2 separate regions of the Acanthopagrus latus genome follow, and region 1 is linked to region 2. A link is a contact called in public Hi-C data. All regions are on one chromosome and are shown on one strand. Each heading gives the region's core, a stretch centred on a gene start, on an enhancer-like site or on the middle of the called end of the contact. The rest is flanking DNA. Distances are from core to core; before and after follow the strand shown. Region 1 holds the start of LOC119032169 (zinc finger protein 14-like). Region 2 holds the start of LOC119032171 (ankyrin repeat and BTB/POZ domain-containing protein BTBD11-A).

Evidence for each region. A called contact is a pair of places that touch in the nucleus more often than the background predicts.
Region 1: a Hi-C map of liver shows a contact between it and region 2, with 3 times the contacts expected there. The contact joins the promoter of LOC119032169 here to the promoter of LOC119032171 in region 2. A contact is called at or near these places in 4 of 4 Hi-C or Micro-C datasets (liver and muscle).

The regions. Positions count from the first base shown.
Region 1 is chr14:18,028,875-18,035,428 of fAcaLat1.1, reverse strand. It overlaps LOC119032169 (zinc finger protein 14-like), which reads right to left and starts at 2,954. Exons shown (of 7, transcript XM_037121051.1): 1 at 2,634-2,954; 2 at 680-882; 3 at 150-251; 4 at 1-54. The coding sequence starts at 2,661. The region is part of intron 8 of LOC119032215 (a long non-coding RNA gene); the gene reads right to left. It overlaps LOC119032171 (ankyrin repeat and BTB/POZ domain-containing protein BTBD11-A), which reads right to left. Exons shown (of 17, transcript XM_037121057.1): 17 at 5,877-6,554.
Region 2 is chr14:17,848,228-17,854,367 of fAcaLat1.1, reverse strand. It overlaps LOC119032171 (ankyrin repeat and BTB/POZ domain-containing protein BTBD11-A), which reads right to left and starts at 4,469. Exons shown (of 17, transcript XM_037121057.1): 1 at 3,605-4,469. The coding sequence starts at 4,469. All of the region lies in intron 8 of LOC119032215 (a long non-coding RNA gene), which reads right to left.

The DNA of each region.
Region 1 (6,554 bases), core at 1,705-4,204, 180 kb before region 2:
CTCAACCTGATCCACGAAGTTCGATTCTGGAAACTCGACCTCTGCGAAACACGGCTGGGACAGAAAAATATGCACAGATGGAGCTGAAGCAGAGACAAAGTGAGGAGCTATTCAAGAACATGAGTCATTTTATATTTTAAGAAGCCAACCTGTGCTGCCCACGTGGATATGAGGGCCTTGATCCGCTCCAGGTGCACCTCGATGGTCTCTGAATCTGTTATCTGCTCGGCTCGACACAATTCGAGGACCACCTGCAACAAATGGTTTCACCTCAGGGTAAACACAACTGACGGGACGGCACCTGGAAATGTTATTCACTAACAGCAGGCTCAGAGGATCCAGCAGTGGGAAATGAAAATGTTTAATATCTGTGTTGAGTCGAGACGTACTGTGGCTCGCAGGCGAAGCTGATATTTTCTGTCTAGGAAATATTAAACTCCTTCATCAGCTGCACTTACCATCTGTCAGGCAATAACTCAGACTTTTATTGTTTGGATGTTGTGGATTTCAAGGTGATGTTGGTATGATTATACCCATTACCAAATGAATGCAGAACAGAAGGTTTTTGTTCTTTGTTTTGACAGCTCGAAGAGAGAAATCAAACTGCATGTTTTACACCCTGTGTTTCCTTTAAACGTCTTCGCTAAACGCTGCATAAAAATATCAAACACGGCCTCACCCGAGCTCTGAGTCCCAGGAGGAGCTGAGCTTTCTGATCCGCATTCAGAAGATCAGGTACGATTTCTGAAATGGTGCTGATGAACTCCTCCACCATCCCGTAGTCCTGCACGTTCCCCCTCTGGACCACCTGCCACATGGCCGCCGACACCAGCCGCAGAGGAGGGATGAAGAGGCGAAGAGACGGCAGCAGCAGAGGAGAGTCTGGAAAATAATCCACAATATCAGCGTCTGAATCATCAGTGGTTCAGTTTAAATGTGTTCCAACTTAAGATGCACTGATGACTTATTGATTCTGTCCTTTTATTAAAAATCTTAAGCATAAAAATGTAACACATACATTTCAGCACTGGTTATTCTGGACTTGGACATTTCTAGATTGCCTGTAAATATATATTGGTTCCAATCATTCATCAGTCTCTCTGATTACTAATAATCAGTATCGGTATCAGCTGATCGACCCCTACAGTTTAACAATAAATTTTATTTTCTGGAATAACATCAATGCACTGAAAAAATAAACTTTACTGGAAATGTAGTAATCATAAATGACCTAAAGCATCTTTTATAGAACATACGCAGGACAGCTTATGTTGATACCATACATCTGTGAAAGGCCAGTATCAGCTGATAACATCGGCCAACTGGTTTATTAATTATTAGGGGTTGTAAACACATTTACTTGGGGATATCTACTATTTCATCTGAGTATCCTCTGAAATAATGACTGTTGGGCTAATTGCCATTTTGCAGCACTTTCCATCATATTTCCAAACAAAACCATCTAACAGTTGCTATCTAATTATAATACAATACAACTATCTGACAGACAGTGATGGTCAGGTCTTTGGGGTCATTGGTGATTCAGTGAACTCTGGTGGCTCTTGTGGTCCCTGGTGGCTCTTGTGGTCTCTGGTGGGTCAGTGGTCTCTGGTGGCTCTTGTGGTCTCTGGTGGGTCAGCGGTCTCTGGCGGGTCAGTGGTCTCTGGTGGGTCAGCGGTCTCTGGCGGGTCAGTGGTCTCTGGTGGGTCAGCGGTCTCTGGCGGGTCTTGTGGTCTCTGGCGGGTCAGTGGTCTCTGGTGGGTCAGCGGTCTCTGGCGGGTCAGTGGTCTCTGGTGGGTCTTGTGGTCTCTGGTGGGTCTTGTGGTCTCTGGCGGGTCAGTGGTCTCAGGTGGGTCTTGTGGTCTCTGGCGGGTCAGTGGTCTCAGGTGGGTCAGCGGTCTCTGGCGGGTCAGTGGTCTCTGGTGGGTCTTGTGGTCTCTGGCGGGTCAGTGGTCTCTGGCGGGTCAGCGGTCTCTGGCGGGTCAGTGGTCTCTGTGTCAGCAGCCCAGCTACACTCCACCTCTTCCAACCTGGCCACGGTTGCCTTCAGGGTCTCGCAACTGTGTCGTAATTACGACTTACCCCAACAAAGTGGTAAACATGGCTGCTGTAGTCGTGACTTTCTGAGCTGCATCCAGGTTGTTGAAAAATGACTGTTTTGGAATGACATTACTTAAATTTTGGCGTTTCTATTTAGGAAATTTGTTTTCTATGTGCTTCTATGATAACCCTTCACTCGGACGTTAAGGTTAGTCGTCCTGTATCTTTGTTTTTAGCCACTTGCTATGTTAGCCGTTTCAGCTGAAGCCCTTGAAGGCAGCATCCTGTCAACCGCCACATATCTCATCATCAGCTGCTAATAAGCGACAGTTAGCTAGCTGATGCTATCTGAACCTTTAAGTCCTTTCTGTCGCGACAAAGTGTAAGTTTGGATGAGCTAACTTGCTAGCTAGCTTGGCTGCTGTGACGCTCCTTCCAATAACCACCGTACACATCAGCCCGCTGTAACGTAGCACAAAGCCACCGCCATCTCAGAGCGGGGTACGCCATGTTCAGAATCGTGCGCACACAATCCAAAAGAAAACCCCATAACTCTCGACGGGTGAGGCGTGTTTCAGTTCTTCTTGGCTTACCGTTTTCGGTGCGATGTGGGCTCTCCATTTTGCCACGGAGGATATCCAGACAGGCTGGTAAATGAACTCGGGGTTGTTGTGAGTCGACGTCCGCCCGACCCTGCGGTGCAAGTTGGCGGGGAGGAAGGGCGGCTCGATATTCTGTCCGTTTCAGTGCGCAGGCGCCGAGAATAAAGTGTTTATCTGGCTTCACTCGGCAGCAGCGATCTGCTGGAGGTTCACGTCTGGTTCGTACGACTTGTTAAGACATATTCTGTTAATTAAAGTGAACAAAACTAGCGGAATAGTTTGATAATTTGGCCAACTTTAGGATTTCCTGTCAAGGGAACGTGTTCTTCTTCTTCGCCTGGTGGTTTTCAGGCCTCCATGAAGCTCGTCTGGTTATCACTGCCCCCTGGAGGCTGTTTTAGGAACTGAGCCCAAACACAACAATATTATTGTCAAACATTTTCCAAAGATTTTGCATTATTTTATGAACATGTTATATTTGGATTCTTTAATTTTGATTAAATACTTGGAAAAAATTATGATCCTGGTAGAATTCTACATACATAAATGCAAGTTTAGTGGCAAAAAGACCCAGTTTTTTTTTTACTGTATTTTACAAAGTTTTTAAAGATCGTGTGAAGAAACTGGTTGTTGAAAACATGTTTGAAGACTTTTGACTTTTGTCACAACAAGAAGGACATAAAAACTGTGTTGCCTGTAAAGTCTGTAATTTATGAATTTACAAATTATGATCTGTTTTTTTTTTTTTTTTTTTTACACATCCCTCCTCATTTATGGTGGCCGCCTGGCTTCTTGTAATTTGCTTGATTGAGTGAATTTTGCTCTATGTTTTCTTAATTGTCAAACTGTTTGTGCCTTTGTTCAATAAAGAATATTACAAATTTTTGTATTCTCGTTTTCCTTTAGCCTTCCTTTTGGTAAACAAAACTATTAAATAAGTCATGAAGTGAAAATTGACCCCAAGTTTATGGACTCAGTGATTATTATCATTTGTGATAACCCTCATAAGAGATATTATCAGCTACATTATGGCTGCAGCTTACAATTATTTGCCTTATTTACTAATTTTTTCCTGATTAAATGTAGATTAATTGGTCTGTAAATTTCAAACGGGTATGAAAAGTGGCCCTCTCCACAGTCCAGCTGACATATTGAAATGTTGTATTATGGTTCAAAACCCAAAGATATTCAGTTTGATATCTAATATCAAAGAAAACAGAAATTATTCACACTGGAGGAGCTGAGAAAAATACATTTTTGGGGGGGTAATTTTTGCATAATTGCACTAAAGACTATAGTGATGTAAGTGCTGGTTGTTTGGTGCAGTGTGTTCCTGTGGAGAATCCCCCCCTGAAAAATAGGAATCCCAGCCAAACTGAGCTCCAGACTCTTTACGACCTTGTATTTCATTATCAGTCTGACTGCAGACAGTCCGTTGGCTTTGTGAGGGAGCTTTCACGACTTTAAGTACCTTGAATCATTTCCCCGCTCGCAGTAAAGGGATCGATAAAACACCCGGCTGCTGGGCTGCAGCCAGGTCTGTCACATCTTCATCCAGCAGACGATGCAGCGTCCTTGTGAAGAAGAATTATTTCCAGCACCAGCACATAAAAATAAAACAAAGCTGTTTACATAATGTTAGAAAACACATAATCAGAGTTTAGACCTTCAGAATGATTCAGTGTTTAGTAACTATCAGCTGTCACATCTGTCATATCACTATCGTGAATCTCTGACATAAACTTACATTCATTTAGTTTTTAGTCACTGATTCAGTCGTCGTCTTGCCTTCAGAGCCTGTGTATACCACTGACCTGCTGTCAGCCTCTCCATGGTGACTGAAGCTGGCGTCGAAAAGAAAAATGTGACACTACAAACCCTCTGCTTTAAAACTTTACATGAGCTGGGATCTCTTTTCAGGACACATCTGTCGCTCCCTGAGGAGGACGAGACGCGACGGTACAGGACGCCAGAGTGCAAGACAAAGTTTCTGATGACAGAAAGAGGAAAAGAAGGAATCGGGAGAAATTCAGGAGAATTGATATCACAAGAGGAAACCAGAGAGGCTGATAAGAAATGTGAGTCTTAGGTTTTAGAAGGAACGAAGAGAGTTGAGTCTTGGACAAGTATTTAAAAAGTTTTAAGTGCTGGACTGTGACCATTGTTTTTGGGTTTTACATTTTTTTTTTATGAATTTGTTGAATATTCTCAGCCGTATCCTTCCAGGTCAGCTGCTTGGGAAAATGCATAATATTGGTTAAATCTTTCATTTTCTCAGAAATCTTCAAAACAGCAAAATTATCTACATTTCTTTTTTAAAATCATATATAAAATGATATATTCCAGTTCACATGAGAAATTATCAGTTTTTCACTGGTTATAAATGATTTCTCCTTTAATCCACTATTTGCAGTTTCCTGTTAGCATGCTAACATTTGCTAAAGCGCTAAACAGTCACACTGCAGCTGTAAACACAACAGCTATGATGGAATAACATTCATTTTTAAGGTATTTTATCATCAAACTAAAGGATTTGGTACAAGCACAAAGAAGTTTTCATCCTCTGGATTTTACCAAAATCTGAGCTGTGGATATAATTTCTTACCATTCCTGAAAAAAAAAAACAAGTGAAACAAAAAAACTTCCTTCATACGGTTTAAACTCTGGTCGTTTATTAGCTGTCCACAAAAGCATGTCATGGAACCACAGAAACTGCAGCACGAGTGTAACATTCCTTTATGTTGTTATACTCCACCACATCCCTGCTTCTCACACCATGTATAATTTATATTTCATATATATATATATTTTGTACAATATACATGTTCTCATCAAAGGAAAAATAATAGCAAAAGTCCCTCCCCTCCCCTCCCCTCCCCCGCCCCGTGGAGTCCAAGTCTAGTGAACATCCCATGCATGTTTCCACTGCGTCTAGGAGAAATGTTTGTTTTATTACCAGGAACAAATATGCAGGCAAATAAATGCTCGGACAAATTAAAGTGGGGGAGAGTCTCAGTTAGACAGAAAGCTGGTGTACAAAGCACATTCTCAACAACATTAAACAAGAAGAGCCATGCGAAACTGACACTTACTCTAATGGGTTTGACCCAGTTTGTCGAATCAAAAGCGCCAGAACAGGGCAAGCTAAAGTTAGCCTCCTGCTAACGGCATCACATTAAGACTAATAATAAAAAGAAAAAACAGAGATGAGTTAAAGTCTTTTTTTTTTTCTTCTTCTCTTATTCTACCGCCATATCCAGCTCTGATAAGACTGAAACTTCAAGCTCACTGGTGACATACTAATGCTTTTGATTGTGTGAGGCTACAGTAACACTGGCACGGGGAAAAGTGCTTTGACATCATTAAGAATCTTTTTCACCTCCGCGGAGATGAAACCTGTTTTTTTTTTTTTGTTTTTTTTTGCATCTTCGAGTTACATTTTCCACCTTTTTTTTTTTCAATTTTAATTTTGAACGTAGGAAATGTGAGATGAATCAAACATGATGCGAGGATGAAGATGTCGGTGGGATCATTAAATCGTGTTGGGGTAAAAATCAACAGGCTGTGTGTTTGAAATATCCTTTTTAAAAGAAGAAAAAAAAACACCAACAAAAATAATATATTCAGGCCTTTCTTTCAGTCACTCTTCGCATATATATATTCTATATTATGTGTCTTTCACATCCTGCGGCGTGTTCGTCCTTGTCTGGCATGGAAATATTGCTCGATTTTTTTCAAAAAATGTTAAAGCGTCTTTTTTATATAATCTTTTTCACTTTTGTAAAACAAAATAGCTGTGGAATGTAAAATAAAATATATAGTGCTATGTGTGTCGGTAAGAAAATAAAGTCGTAGGATCGTATCTACTGTTTATCTGAACTTTCTGTAACTATTTACAGAACTTAAAGCCCG
Region 2 (6,140 bases), core at 3,220-5,719:
TGAGCGAGAGACCACATTTCTTACAGAGAAGAATCTCTCCCTACACGTTCTCATTACCGTTCCTGGTTGGCAAAAAGCTCCAGAAACCAAACAACCACCGAGAGGACAAAGGGAACGACAGACGCGCGAGTGTTACTGATTAACATGTCGGTGATTCTGCAGGACTGACTATTCAATCTGTCTTCTTCTTCTCAAAAGGAAATTGTGGGTTGCACGTTTTTAAATCCCCACATTTTTCTGCCTGCCCTAACTGTCACAGAATGACATCACGCTGCTTTTTTTTTCTTTTTTTTTTTGTGCGAGTGCAAATTGCAGCCTCCTCTGCACCATCAGGAAATGATGCGTTCCACGGGGCGGGAGTGGAGGGGGATGAACGCTCGGCTCTGCACGCCGTCTACAGAGAAAGTACCTGTTCCTCTGCTGCAATTTTCCAGGCAGAGCAGCAGGGCCAAATATCAGCGTCAGACGGGGAGAGAGGTTTGAGAGGACGGACGAGGGGATTAAAGGGTGACAGAGAGGAAAATGTCTGTTTAAAGCTGCAACAAATAGTCGATAAATCAGTCGCTCGGTTGGCAGAAAAAGAATCAACTGTTGTGATAATCAGTTTATCGTTTCAGATGCATTTTCTGGTTCTGGCGTCTGAAACTGCTCCTCACGTGACTGTAGACTGAAAGTTTTTTTGTTAGGAGCTGCTGGTCCGACAAAAGAATACACGAGGAGGACGTGATCCGCATTTTTCTCGATATTAGTAAGACTCTTCACACTTCATCATCATCATTTCGGAGGTGGCATTTTCATGCACAAGGTAACATCTTTTCTGTTGTGCAGCCGGCAGCACAAACTGGAAGATGTTCAGTTCATGACGATGTAAAACGAGGACGATGCAGCAAATATTCACATCCGACAAGCTCGACTTCTGTACCTGCCTGCTGCCAAGGAGGTGATGTTTTCACCCCCGTGCTTTTGTTGAGGTTGATTTCTGAGCAGGACTCAGATGGAGGAAGGGCCTCGACCCAGAATAGACAGATCCAGGAGTTTATTTCTTTAATATCATGAAATGGGCTGTTTTCATGACATTTTCATTCGTTTCTCAGATGAAAGACCTCTGGCCTACTGAGATGGCTGTTATCGAAAGGGGGCTGTTGGGACTTGGCGGAGGTATACGCTCTACTGACCGCTGTTCTACTAGTAGAACTACTACAGTCAGAACTGGGCTGCAGGGATTATTGTTGAGTGAAAAATGTTAATCGTGGTTCTGGTGAAGTTGTTTTTTTTTGAGCTCAAGGTAACATCTTTGTGTTGTGAGACCAACAGTCCAAACTGGAGGACGTTCAGGTTATGATGATGTAAGAGGAAAGAAAATATTCACATCTGAGATGTTTGAAAAAACAAAATGTTTGGCATTTTTTGCTTCCTTTGCTAGAAATCATTTGTTTGTTGTAGCGTTTGTTGGTTTGTGAGCAGAATGACACAAAAAACTACTGAACAGATTTCCACCAAACTCAGATGGAGGAAGGGTCCCGACCCAGAATGGACCCCAATTAACTTTTGGTGTGGATCTGAAGGAAGGGAATTTGTTATCACTCTTTTTAACATTACAGTTGAAAGTTGTTTTTTTCTGAGAACATGCAGCAAATGTTGACATCTGAGAAGCTTGTGTCAGAAAGATGTCTTCCATTTTTGATTGAAATTTGCCTCATGACCATGTAAAGTCATCAGTTGATGGACTAGTTGTTTGTTTACCAGAGACTAAAGGGTCATGGAAAATAACCTGTTGCATGAGATTTCAATGAAATTCCTCACCATCAGTTTATCTTTCCAGGTGCTATCGTCAACAAGTAACATGTTTCTCAATAGTTTTTGACATTTTACAGACCGAATGATGGTTAATTTCTCAATCCAACGATCTTTCAGTTTGTGATTATGTAAGAGGAAGCTTGAAACATTAAAATGTCAATCTAAATCATCAATCAGTCGACTAATTACATTAGACCTACGTTTTTTGTTGTATACGACGGAGGCTAAAGGGTCTAGGATTATAGAAAAGAGTCTGCTGTGAGAGGGAAAACTGGATTAATGACACAATCTTCTATCTCAGAGCTTCTGGAACAATCTTTCCAAGCTGCACCAAATTCCTCTCAGCATCTTTGTTGTTCACCTCGACTAACTTTCTATCTGCGAGGAAAACAATCGTGCTACAACAAATTAGCTGCACCACGATATTTTCAGACTTCAGTTGGCCCTCGCGTTTTAAAGACATAACATTTCGAGTCCCTTCTGCTTTGTAGTCGGAGCCAACTCATTCAGGGCTTTTGGATAAGAGAGGGCCTGCCCACACTGACAGCTTACACCTTCTGGAGTGAGACGGTAATAGCTTTGCCAACCAGGCCAGCAAACACACGATATAAACACAAACCCTGCTCTCCGGCACCGTCACGACTCACCACTCGCACATAAACACTCATTAGCAGCCACATTCTTCACGTGGGAACACAGCAGCTTCGAGAAAGCAGGAGCTGTTTGAAGTCGCTCAGGACTAAATACCTGTTCAGACTGAAGCTCCGCACGGCTTTGAAACTGAGAGCGTTCTGGTGTCGGAGGTCTGAGCCCGGTGATTAATATCCAGCACTGTCAGGAGGGAACGAACTCAGGAAACAAATCCCAAATAACATCCAGAAACAATATTTACAAGTCGAAATGACTCATTTTATCTTAGTTTCTGCTTCTTATCTCATCATTTTGACAATTTAACTCATAAATGTGAATTTTTGTCTAATTATTTTTTGACTTTCTATTTCAGAATTTTGACTTTTGTCTCATAATTTCACATTTTTAACTGAAAATTATGACTTTTTATCTGATAATTCTGACTTTTGTCTAATAATTATGACTTTTTATCTTAAATTATGACTTTCTATCTAATCATTTTGACTTATCACACAATTTTGACTTATTATCTCATAATTATTTTTTTAATCTTATAATTGAAACTATTTATCGCATATTTGTGACTTTTAATCTCAGATATTGACTTTGATCGCATGAATTTTAGATTTATTTTACATTTTACATCATAAAGTTAGCTTTTTATCACAGATTTTGACTTTTTATCTTAAATTCAGCATTTTCATCTAATTATTTATGACTTTTTATTTCATAATTCTGACTTTTGTCCCATAATTATGACATTCAGTAGCATTTTTTTTAATCAAGCTTATTTCTCATCTTGTTTTTTGTATCACTTGCTGTCAGAAATGGGCCTCCATAGAAAAGCCCCCCGCTGTGACAGTGAACTGAGAGCTGGCAGATGTACTCAGCACATGTTTGCAGTCACATAAGCCTCATAACAGTTTAAATGTGAGTCAGATTATTGTATTGATATTGTCACTGTGCCCTCTGACAAAAGAAGCTTCTCAGGTTCAAAACTGTGAAGAAAATGAGAAACTCTGGACATGAAGGTGCATGTTTGCGTCTGAAGCAGCCACCTGTTCCTGGATAAATCTGCTAACATGTGGAATGAAGGTGTTTCTCGGCTGGTTTCAGGGGGGAAACTGGATATGACATGTGGCCATTCAATCACTGATTTCTCTCTGTCGTGTCTTACCGCTTGAATTCTTCCCACAGATGAGGTGCTGGTAGTGCTGCAGCAGCCCCCACACCTCCGAGTCGTTGTTGATGGCTTGCTCCAGTGACTCCAGCGTAAACTTGGGGATCCCGTTGTCCCTCTCCACCAGCGCGCTGCGCAGGACGCGGCTGAACACCTCTCTGAACAGGCTCTCCATGCACGCGGTGAGGTATATGGCAGCGTGCTCGTGGATCCTGAGCGCCACCCGGCTATCCACCATCCACCTGAAGAACTTCCCCACGGAGAACACCAGCCCGCAGCGCTCCGACTTGCCGCGGCTGAACTTGTCCCCGGTGCTCATGTTGTAGAGGGACAGGGCGCTGAGGGCCGCCGTGATGCAGTTGACGGAGATGGTCCATGAGAGCACCACCTTGATGGCGCTCTGGATCTCGTGCTTGGTGCACTTGGCGTAGCGCAGGCTGAGCCGCTGCGCCTCCCGGGCCACCCTCACCAGCGCGCGGCTGATGAGGGCGGACAGCCGCGCCAGGACCTCCGGCGGCGGGTTGCCCACCATCAGCTCCTCGTCTTTCCTCAGTGCGCACTCCACCTCGCCGAGGCTCCATGGCACGTCCTCCAGCTCGGGCAGCTTGGCGCACTGACCCGAGCACTCCAGTATCTCCGTGTCCTCCGCCAGGACGGTGTTGACGGTGTCCAAACTGTTCTGTCGGCTGTGCATGGATTCGGTCAGATGCCAGCAGTTGCCCCCATGCGAGACGGACTGATGCGTGTCGGAGCAGCACAGCGACACGCTGGACGACCTGACCGAGTCCGCGGCTCCACCATAACCAGAATCAAGCGTTAAATCCTCCAGCGTCCTCACGACTGTCTTACCCTTGCCTGCCATAACTGCACCGCATACTGTTGGGTATGCTTGGTTTCCCAGTTAAATGCCACAAACTCGTCTCCTCCTCGTCCCCCGAGCGCGTAATTGTATTTCCCCGCGTAAAGAGTGAAAACGACGCACAGTGAGCCTCTACTTTCCTTCCTCTGAGCGCCTGGATGTCTCCGATATCCTCCTGAACACAACTTCAGACGCGTAACCCGAGAGCGCACAGAGCCTCCGCGCTCACGCTGCAACAAGCGCAGCACGGGCAGGACTCCGCTCGGAGAGGAGGAGGAGCCTGCAGCCCCGCGGGCAGCCAGCAGCCAATCAGCGTCTGCGCCAGCTGTGAGTGACACACCACACAACCTGGCTGCTGCTCTCCACCTGGTGCGGCTGGAACAGAGCTGCAGAACCACAGACGCGGAACCACGTAAGGCCCAATGACAAGAGGAGACGTGAAGTGAAGCAATGAGACACAAGCAGCAGATTCATCTGATGTTCAGAAACTACAGGTCATCCCGCTGTTTACTCTGCTTTATTTATTATTTACAGACCATTTGTATGGAAGCCAGGAAAGGAAGAGAAATAATGAAGACTTAAAAAAAAAGAAAGAAATTAAAAAACAACAATAATCTAATTTTAAATCCCCAAATATGAGGGGAAAGATTCATTTTTTCTGTTGTAACGTTGACTTTTTATATTATGACATTTCTGTCTAATTATTTTCACTTTATAGCTAATATTTATGACTTTATATTTAATATGTATGACTTTTAATCTCATAGTAATGACTTTTGTATTTCGTAATTTCGATTTTCATCTGATGATTGTGACTTTTTATCTCATAATTTTTCATTTTCATATAATTATGTGGTCTTCTGTTGTCACAATTTCAACTATTTGACACAAATACAATTATTCATCTCGTAGTTATGACTTTTTTATCTTAAAATATAATTTATATATATATATTGTAATATTCATTTATGATCTCATCATTTAAACATTTTATCTCCTATTTATGACTTTTTTTAAATCATAATCTGAAATTCTACATCAGAATTATGTCTTTTTATCTCATAATTTAATTTTGTACCTGATAATCATGACTATTTATTTAGTATTTCAGATCTCATAATCGTGACATTTAATAATCTCATAATTCTGACTTTTTTTTTAATCAAGCTTATTTTTCATCCTGTTGTTGATGTTTAGCTGTCAGACATGAGCTTCCATAGGAAACAGCCCACGCTGTGACAGAGATGAGAGGAGACCCAGACGTCCACAGCACAGTTCTATTCTTCTTCCCTCTCGGTAACTTCAGGTCATGCGGTTGTTTAATCTCCTTTCATTTCCATCCACACGTCTCACCACATAATCGCAGCAGCTCTGTGTCTGTGGGAGACGCTCGCTGTGCAGTTTATCTCCACAATTAGGATCAGATGCACACATTTTAACCACCACATTGTCAGGAGCCTTCAAGTCAATCAGTGACTCATACGGACTCTCCATTTCCCACATAATGAAGATTTGACTTCTACACTGTGTTTTGATAGTTGCAAACATTGTCTGAAGGAACCTCTGCAGAGATGACAGCGTCCTGCAGTGAGAAGCTGCTGTGTGTCGTCATGCTCGTCCACCTCTAGTGTGAAGTGAAAGTGAGTCTGCAGCTTTTCTCCCAGGAACACCATC